Regions from separate parts of the Mus musculus genome. Here region 1 is linked to region 2. The links are chromatin contacts, called in public HiChIP or PLAC-seq maps. All regions are on one chromosome and are shown on one strand. Each heading gives the region's core, a stretch centred on a gene start, on an enhancer-like site or on the middle of the called end of the contact. The rest is flanking DNA. Distances are from core to core; before and after follow the strand shown.

Region 1 (4,285 bases), core at 649-3,148, 93 kb after region 2:
TTTACCCATGTCTCCCCCTATAACCAAAATAACCACCTATAGTCCCAGGCTCGGGAATGTTAGTCTAAGCACTGAACTGGACTGTAATACTAATTGTGCCACATACATGCTAGGACATTTACTTTACCTGTCTGAACCAGTTTCTTAGCTATAAATTGATCACTGAGTGCTGGAATGCTTATCCTGGCAGCTCACAGCAACTTAAATTATATCATTCATTTACCATTTACTAAAACCTTGCACTCCAGCCCAGCCATGACTGCCTCCCAGGAGCCCTCAGCAGCCCAAAACCTAGAGCAGATAAACTTCATTTTGCATTCCTGCAGTGCCGGCCCATAGCTCGCCATAGCTCTTGCTCGCTACATTTTAACAACCTGATTTTTGCCACGGAGCTTCAGGAGGGAATGTGGCTGCGCACTTGGTGTCCCTCTGTGCCAAGCTCAGAGCCTGACACATGCTGGTACTTCAAAGATATCTGGAGGGTCTGGAGAGAAGGCTCGGCGGGCAGACAAAGTCCTTGACTCACAGGCATAAGGACTAGAATCCAGACCCTGAGAACCCATGTACATGCCTGGTGGATAGGGAGGCATGATATTCTGGCACTCAAGACAGAAACGATGGATCTAGAGAGCAAGCTGGCTAACTCGACTACTCATATTGACAAGCTCTGGGTTCAATTGAGAGACCTCAGTAAGCATGGTGGAGGGTGATTGAGGAAATGTCTTGATGTCAGCCTTGGTTGCTGTGAGCTGCCAGGACACACATATGAGCATATGTACCCACATACACAAACATGCATACACATCACACCGAGAGACGTGTGTGTGTGTGTGTGTGTGTGTGTGTGTGTGTGTGTGTGTGTTTTTAAAGGGTTTATTAAATAATGAAGTTAGAGAACCCTGGAATAGACAGCCCTTTGCAAATGGTTTCCACAGCTCAAGACTCTTTTTGATTTTCATGGCAACCTTGTACTCCTTCCTGCAGATAAAGATGCAAAGAGCATATTCGAATGCAGCCAGATATGCACAGGGTTTCCTTCCCTTCCCTTCCCCACCTCCCACCAAATCCCAGAGAAGTGGATGAGACAAAGTTTGTCCCCACTACCACCTGGCCCTCTCCTGTTTTTGTGACTGCCTCATTTGCAGATCAAGATGCGTGAGTGGTGCAGGAAACAAATGGGAGAACTGGAATTTGAAAGCCACTTAAACCTCAAGTCCGAAGACTTCATGAGTCAAAATTCCAGCCAACAGGGTCCTGTGATATTCAACAAATCTGGAAGAGGCAGAAAGCGTAATGAAAAAGCTAGAGGCACAAAATCCTGGGGCTTTCACAGGCAGGGCTCTGAGTTGAGCATTAATAGGCAGCCTCCACAGCACTGGGGGAGGGGAGGAGCTCTCTTTTCCCCCCCAATTTATAAACGCACACCTCCCATCATGCCTGGGTTTTAACTAGATGTGTTTGGTCATCTGGTGTCTTCGGCTCTGAACTTATCTCTGTTTCTGTGTTGAACACTGGCTGTCTCCACTCCCTGAATACCCTATCAGTCAGGAGATAAAACGGGGGGGGGGGGGGGGGGAGGGAGAGCACACAAAAGCCCTTTTCCAGCTTCAAAATACAAAATTTTCTCTCTTCTGCCCAATGGGGGTTGGGGGTAGGAGACAATTCTACACCCAAATGCGGTACCAAGCAGATTTAACCTCGCTAAGGTTCTTTTTTTTAAGTGCTAATCAAATGCGTGATTTTTTTTATTCCCCTAAAGAAACTGTGATAATACAATTAGTGATACACAGAGACCTAAAGCTGGGAAAGGCTGGTCCTCCCCGCCCCCAGCCTCAGCAGCCATAGGAGTGAGGCTTTGAAATGAAGAAATCTATTGTCCCAGGGAAGCTAACTCACAAATCCCAGCAGAGTGGGGATGCTGGGAACCTCCCTTTGTGCAGGCAGCCAAGAGTTGTGCGGTACAAGCTTCAGACGTAGCCTTGCCTGGCCTATTTGTGACTTGTTTAAGCTTCCACCAGCCATAAATATTGATCCCCATGTAGGATGTAGGGACTTAGCAGTGCAAACGACGTGTGGGACTGAACAGCTGGAAAAGACTCTCCTTTCAGACCCCAGAGTGGGGAAGGAACATCCGGAGTGTGGCTGACTCTCATCCGAAGATGTGTATGGAGCTCTCCAGACAATCCAATCAATACACAGAGCCCTACATATCATTTCAGTTCAGATGCTCCAGTAGTCACAAAGAAGAGGAGGTGAGACTCATGCTAATGCTATGTTCTCTTTACCCTGAATATTCAAACTGTTATTACCTACATCTGTAATAAGTATAGAGTATTATTAATAAAACATTTTACATTCCCCGCTGTGTGTATACAAGTGTTCCTCACTGTGTGCATGTGTGTGTGTGTGTGTGTGTGTGTGTGTGTGTGCGCGCCCTCGCACATATAAGCCAGAGGTCAGCCTCCAGTGTCATACCTCAGACACAGTCCACCTTGCTTTTTGAGACAGAATCTCCCACTGGCCTGGAGCTTGCTGATACTAGGCTAGGCTAGTTGGCCAGTGAACCTCAGAGATCCACCTGCCTCTGCCACCACCACCACCCCCGCCCCCCAACAATGGGATTACAAGCTCACACCACAACACCTACCATTGCTTGACAATACAGGATGCCTTGCTTCCCCACTTCATGACCCTCTTCCTCCCCCTGCTAAAAGTTATCTTCAAGAAGCAGGGAATCTTTCCAGCATGCTAAAAGGATCCTTATATGGCTGTCTCCTGAGAGGCCCTGCCAGGGCCTTACAAATACAGAGGTGAATGTTCGCAGCCAACCATTGCACTGAGCATGGAGTTAGAGAAAGAACTGAAGGAGCTTGGAACCCCACAGGAAGAACAACAATATCAACCAACCAGAGCTCCCCAAAACTCCCAGGGACTAAGCCATCAACAAAGGAGTACACATGGCTCCAGCTGCATATGTAGCAGAGGATAGCCTTGTCATGCATCAATGGGAGAAGTCCTTGGTCCTATGAAGGCTCAATGGATGTCCCAGTGTAAGGGAATCGAGGGCAGGGAGGTGGGAGTGGGTGGGTGGGTGGGTGGGGGGTGGAACACCCTCATAGAAGCAGGGGGAGGGAGGATGTGATAGGGGGTTTCTGGAAGGGAGGGAAACCGGGAAAGGGGATAAAATTTGAAATGTAAATAAAGAAAATATCCAATTAAAAAAACTAAATAATAATGTTAAAAAAGCAGGGAATCTGTGTTGGTTACTACAGTCCTAGACCCTAGGCTGGCACTGGGAGCACAGTCAGTCCTCAACTGTCTTTGCTGAATGAATGGATGGGATGTAGAATCCAGTGAGTGCGGTAGCTAATCCTTGCACAGGGAACCCTGGGCCTGTTCTCTAGGGACTGAGTGGGGTTCTGGAATGGGAGACTTTGGGTACAGGAACTGGGTAAGTTCCAGGTAGACCAGGACAAGCTGGTAATCTGTCCTCAAGGCGTCTGCGTTAGGTACCATCAGACCCGTTTTACCAGATAAAATCTCAGACCCAGAGACAGGGAGACAGAGGACTCTGACCGAGCCAACTCCAAGTTCCCTTCCAATAATCTAAACCCCTCATTTTTCATGTTTGTTACTGTTTCATATAACTTTGGCTCAAACGCTGACTTCCTTCTAACTAAGCCCAGGGATACCAACTAGGACTTCCTCTCATTCACCAAGTGGCGTCTGCCTGGGTCCTTATCTGTGGCGCTGGGCTCGGTTCTAGGCAGGAGTTTGCAGCACTTGGCATTGAGCTGCTGCTTCTGTGAAGTGCAGCTTGTTTTGTTTTGTTTTGTTTTGTTTTGTTTTGTTTTGTTTTGTTTTGTTTTGTTTTCGAGACAGGGTTTCTCTGTGTAGCCCTGGCTGTCCTGGAACTCACTTTGTAGACCAGGCTGGCCTCGAACTCAGAAATCTGCCTGCCTCTGCCTCCCAAGTGCTGGGATTAAAGGTGTGCGCCACCACCGCTCGGAGGCTAAATGCAGCTTTTTCAGAAGAAGATGTATTATCTATATTTGAGCTCTGCAAGAGGCTGTGGTGGGATAAATCTATAGTTAAGAGTTTACTATCATGAGGCAAATTAACATCCCTGTCACTTGAATATTTGCTTTTTTTGTGATAAGAGCAGCTAAAATTTATTCATTTAACCAAAATTCTTAATAGAATTCCTTTTTGGTGGGGAGCTCCTTATTGGGCCCCCTCCTGCTAATTACCCTGCCCACCTCAGCCTCGTCTGCCCTTCACGTCT
Region 2 (4,193 bases), core at 1,027-3,526:
AATAATAAAAAGCTATTAAAAATATTTGAAATGGCTAGGCATGGTAGTTTATACCTTTAATCCCAGCCTTGGGAGGCAGAGGCAAGCAGATTTCTGTGAGTTCAAGGCTGACCCACTCTGTGTTGCAAGCTCCAGGCCAGCCAGGGATACATGATGAGACCCTGCCTCAAAAGCAAAACAGAAATATTTTGAACAAGAGGGAGAAACCCATGAATTTGATTATTATGAGAAATGAAGGAATTACAATGTGAACTATGAAATATGTATATCTGAACGGCAATGACAGACCATTACCAACACTCCCGGGATGTGGCTAATTTGTGCTTCAAGGACATTAATCTGCACTCACTCCTCTCTCCTCACGTATGCATCTTAATGACACTTCCTAACTGAATCAGCTTGGCACACAGGAACATTCTTAACGTGTGCATATTAATCTTATGAGCAGCCATGAAGCAGGAAGCAGGATTTGCTAGCGGGGCTGGTGAACCGTCTTCATCGGGCTGAGGGGGTCTTTAGTGGTCCCAATTTCTTCATTTTTTTTCTTAAATGGTAAGAAGTTAGAAGTCAAGGGTACCTCTTTCCTCTATGTTGTACAGGCTAGAGGTCCTAGTCAAAGTCATAAGGTAAAGGAAGGAAGGAAGGAAGGAAGGAAGGAAGGAAGGAAGGAAGAAAGATGAGGTTATAAAAAATAAAAAAGAAGACAAAGCCTTGTGAGTGTCTTCCGAGGATTTGTTTAACCTGTGCCCCCTGAAGAAAACCTTCCTAGCATCCTGTCCCCAATCTTCCCTCACGTCATTCCTTCTCAAAGGCCAACAAAGAATCCTAGGAATCACTAGCGTGCGTTGACTGCTCCCTGTGTACTAGGTGGGCATTTCATCTCATCTCTTAACCTTGTACCAGCCATGGGAAGGAGATGTCCATTAGCTCCACTTTGAAAATGAGAAAGCAGAGTGGAAGGCATCAAGCTTCGCCCACGTGGCTGAAAGAGACGGAGACGGGGCTCAGCTGTGGTACTGCTCTGCCTCTCCCTCTGATCTCTGCTTCTCTCATTTTCCCAAAGCTCCGTGGATTTGCCAAGGCCATGTAACGCTCAAGCTCCCCTTCAGGACTAAGAACATCCTCCTAGGAAATGCTATCCGCGGCTGAAGGAGCCATCTGTCTAAGCAGGCACCCCTGCCTCCCCAGCCCACACTTCTAGAGACAAGCACCAAGCAATGAATAGTCAGTAGAAGGGTGGAAGGGCCCAACCTCTAAGCACAAGGCAGGGGTCTCAGCTTCCCTATAACTGCCACACACTTTGTCCCTGAACGCCCTGCTCCCCATACCTTTCTCCAGGTGAGGACCCAACCTATTCTGCTCTGTGCCTGTCTGAGAGCCAGCTTCCTGCAGAAGCCAAGCAGTGATGAATGTTAACCAGTTTTACTGCAGCACTGAATCCCCAATATCACATCTTCTTGAACCTCCCTCTGAGAGAACTTGGGTCGGGATGATCGCCCCTCACCCCTGCATCCAAACGAACCATTTCTTTGTATCTACTGTAACTTCTATACTACTCTGGGAGCTCCCCAAGAGAGGCCATTGTGTTTGGACTATTTCCAGTCTTGTTCATCACCTATCTCTGAGTTGGATATAAAACTGAAGCTTCCACCTTGTTGAATTTCCTATTCTGTAAAATGGGGTGATGACACTATGTTCCTATCGGACAGATGTAAAGAATTCAGAGCACATAGACCGCTTAGGGTCTTGTATAGACTAAGCACTCATTAATCCTTTCTTTGCTACAATTCCTTATCTGCTGTCATAATAGCACTAGTCTATGAGTACTGAACGATTGGAAAAGCCTGCTGAGGCCTGCCTCACAGGCTGTCTCCCTAGGAGACACAGGAGGCAGGCTGAGGTCTCTCATCTCTTTGTTCTCCCCGCCCCAGTGCAGACCTCACTGCTGGACCCTCCAGCTTGCAAACCCTCACTCTCTCCTGCAAGGGAGAAAAAAATGAAAAATAAACTTGGCTTTGAATCCAAGGCCATGGCTGCTTTTGATCTCTGTTACAAAGCAAAGCAATTATCGGACACAAAAGCCTTGATTTATTTATGAAATTCGATGGACATCTTCGAGGCGGGGACGAGAAAACTCACTCAAGAGCAAGTCCTTGTTGCCACACAGTGAATGGCTGCTTTCAAACACTGGCCCCCCAAACGCCCTCTCGGCTCTGCTAAGAGTCTCTCCTCATTAGTGCTTCTTCCAGAATGCTGCAGCTTCCAACAATCAAATTCACATCACGGCCAGGGCACGTAATTAAATTCTACAGGCATCGGAGTGCAGAATAATGGACGGCTATTGTTAAGGAAACTGAAGAAAACAGATTGAGGCTGCGGATGGGATGGGCTTCAATACCTAGTCTCAGCAACAGACAGGGGTAGAAGGAAAGAGTGTGACACACAGTGACCCTCTCCCAGCTGCTGTACCATGAAGGGGTAGACTCAGAGCTGGGTCAAATACCTAAGTTTGGGAAAAGAATATGCCCTTAGCAGACATGGGCCTCAGTTTCTGTTTAACAAGGAGGCTGCACTGGAAGTCCTTCCCTGGCGTGTTTCCACAGTTGGCTGAGAACTGGTTAGAAATGCAGATCCCCCGACCTACTAAATCCACAACTGTGATGGTGGAGCCCAGCAGTGTACCTAGCACACCTTCAGGGGACTCTAACGCAGGCTAGACTATGACACTCACTGGCAGGCTATGTTTAAGGGTAAGACCTCAAACTCAAAGGCAGGAACGGCCAGGATGATAAAACAAAGGAGTCAACACAGCATATTAGACACCATTCGGGAGGCTGGGCAGTGAAAAACACTGTTTTGTTTGGTTTGGGTTTGGACTTTGTGAGACAGGGTCTCAAGTAGCTCTGGCTTGTCTAAAGCTCACTGTGTATAGCTGAGGCTGGCCTTGAACTCCTGATTTTCTTGCCTCCATCTCCCAAGTGCTGCGATTATATGTGTGTGCCTGCCAACCTACCCAGCTTGAAATCTCCAAGTTTTAAAATGCAGTGGTTTCTAACCTGTGAGTTGAGACCCATTTGGGGAGACCACCAGAAAACACAGATGTACACATTATGATTCATAACAGTAGCAATTATGAAGTAGCATAACAGTAGAAGTTATGAAGTAGCAACAAAAATAATTTTATGATTGGAGGGTCAGCACAATATGAGGAACTGTATTAAAGGGTCACAGCATTACAAAGGCTGAGTACCACTGTCTTAATGTAATGCGAGCCAAACAGATTATGCTTAATTAAGAGCTGAATTTGGCTTAGACTACTGTTTGTAACCTCAGTCCTGATGCTATCTCTGACCTCCGCCATGATCTATTCTGTCCGAGATTCCAACTCCCTTTCCCAATTGGGAGACTCACATTTACCCTTCAACACCAACCTCCCGCCCCCACGCCTGCCAGTCACCCTCATGTTTAACTCATTCTCAAATCTCAGCCCCACTTTCTACATCCTAAAGGAAAAGACTCAAACACAGAGCCAATCAATTGTCATGAGAAGGTATATAGGCTACTTTTCTATTGGTATGATAAACCACCATGACCAAACAACTTATGGGATAAAAAAGTATTTAATTGGGCTTATGGTTCCAGCAGATTAGAGTCTGCTATGGTGGAGTGAGGGCATAGAGGCAGAAACAGCTGAGAAATCACATCTTGAACCACAGAAGGAGACAAAGAGAAGGAGCCTTTCGAAACCACCAAGCCTGGACCCAGTCACACACCTCCTTCAGTAAGGCCATGCTTCCTAATCCTTTCCAAACAGCAGCCATGGGGACCGGGGCTCAAGACTTATAGGAGACATCATTCAAATCACCCAAGAAGGTAACACAGGCAAAGACGACATGAAAAAGTTATGATATGAGCCTTTCCAACAGAGGAGGAGTGTATGCCTTCTGAAAAAAGCTACCTTCTCACTGTCTGAAAAGTCCCTTAAGTCATTTGGCCAGAATCTAATTAGATGAAGTTTAAAGGGAACAAATGTGTGTGAGGGGTGAAGAGGCACAGAATACAGGCCAGATTCAAAAAAATTGATGCAAAAAAAAAATCTAGAGGTTTCAGGTGAGGCATGATCAGTGAGTTGAAGTGTTGAGACAGCCCGCTCCACTCCAGGCTGGTCAGTCCTTTCTCCTGACAGGTCAGAG

The links. HiChIP or PLAC-seq counts read pairs in DNA pulled down with a chosen protein or histone mark.
Region 1: an H3K4me3 HiChIP or PLAC-seq map of embryonic midbrain shows a contact between it and region 2, with 2.4 times the contacts expected there. The contact joins two enhancer-like sites. A contact is called at or near these places in 3 of 484 Hi-C or Micro-C datasets (the N1E-115 cell line, embryonic stem cells and nephron progenitors), 3 of 115 datasets of contacts at active chromatin or transcription factors (SST interneurons, embryonic midbrain and embryonic stem cells) and 2 of 9 other capture datasets (embryonic stem cells and liver).

Annotation. Positions count from the first base shown.
Region 1 is chr6:112,901,538-112,905,822 of GRCm38.p6, forward strand. The region is part of intron 1 of Srgap3 (SLIT-ROBO Rho GTPase activating protein 3); the gene reads right to left. Among named protein-coding and RNA genes, the nearest start is that of Srgap3, 44 kb to the right of the region's middle. Within about 2 kb of position 1,899, at least 49 of the 459 cell types and tissues checked have an H3K27ac peak or open chromatin away from gene starts, as enhancers often do. A contact at or near this core is called in the N1E-115 cell line, where this site is marked.
Region 2 is chr6:112,807,820-112,812,012 of GRCm38.p6, forward strand. The region is part of intron 3 of Srgap3 (SLIT-ROBO Rho GTPase activating protein 3); the gene reads right to left. Among named protein-coding and RNA genes, the nearest start is that of Gm26799, 110 kb to the left of the region's middle. RefSeq lists an enhancer at 709-4,193. Within about 2 kb of position 2,277, at least 65 of the 459 cell types and tissues checked have an H3K27ac peak or open chromatin away from gene starts, as enhancers often do. A contact at or near this core is called in the N1E-115 cell line, where this site is marked.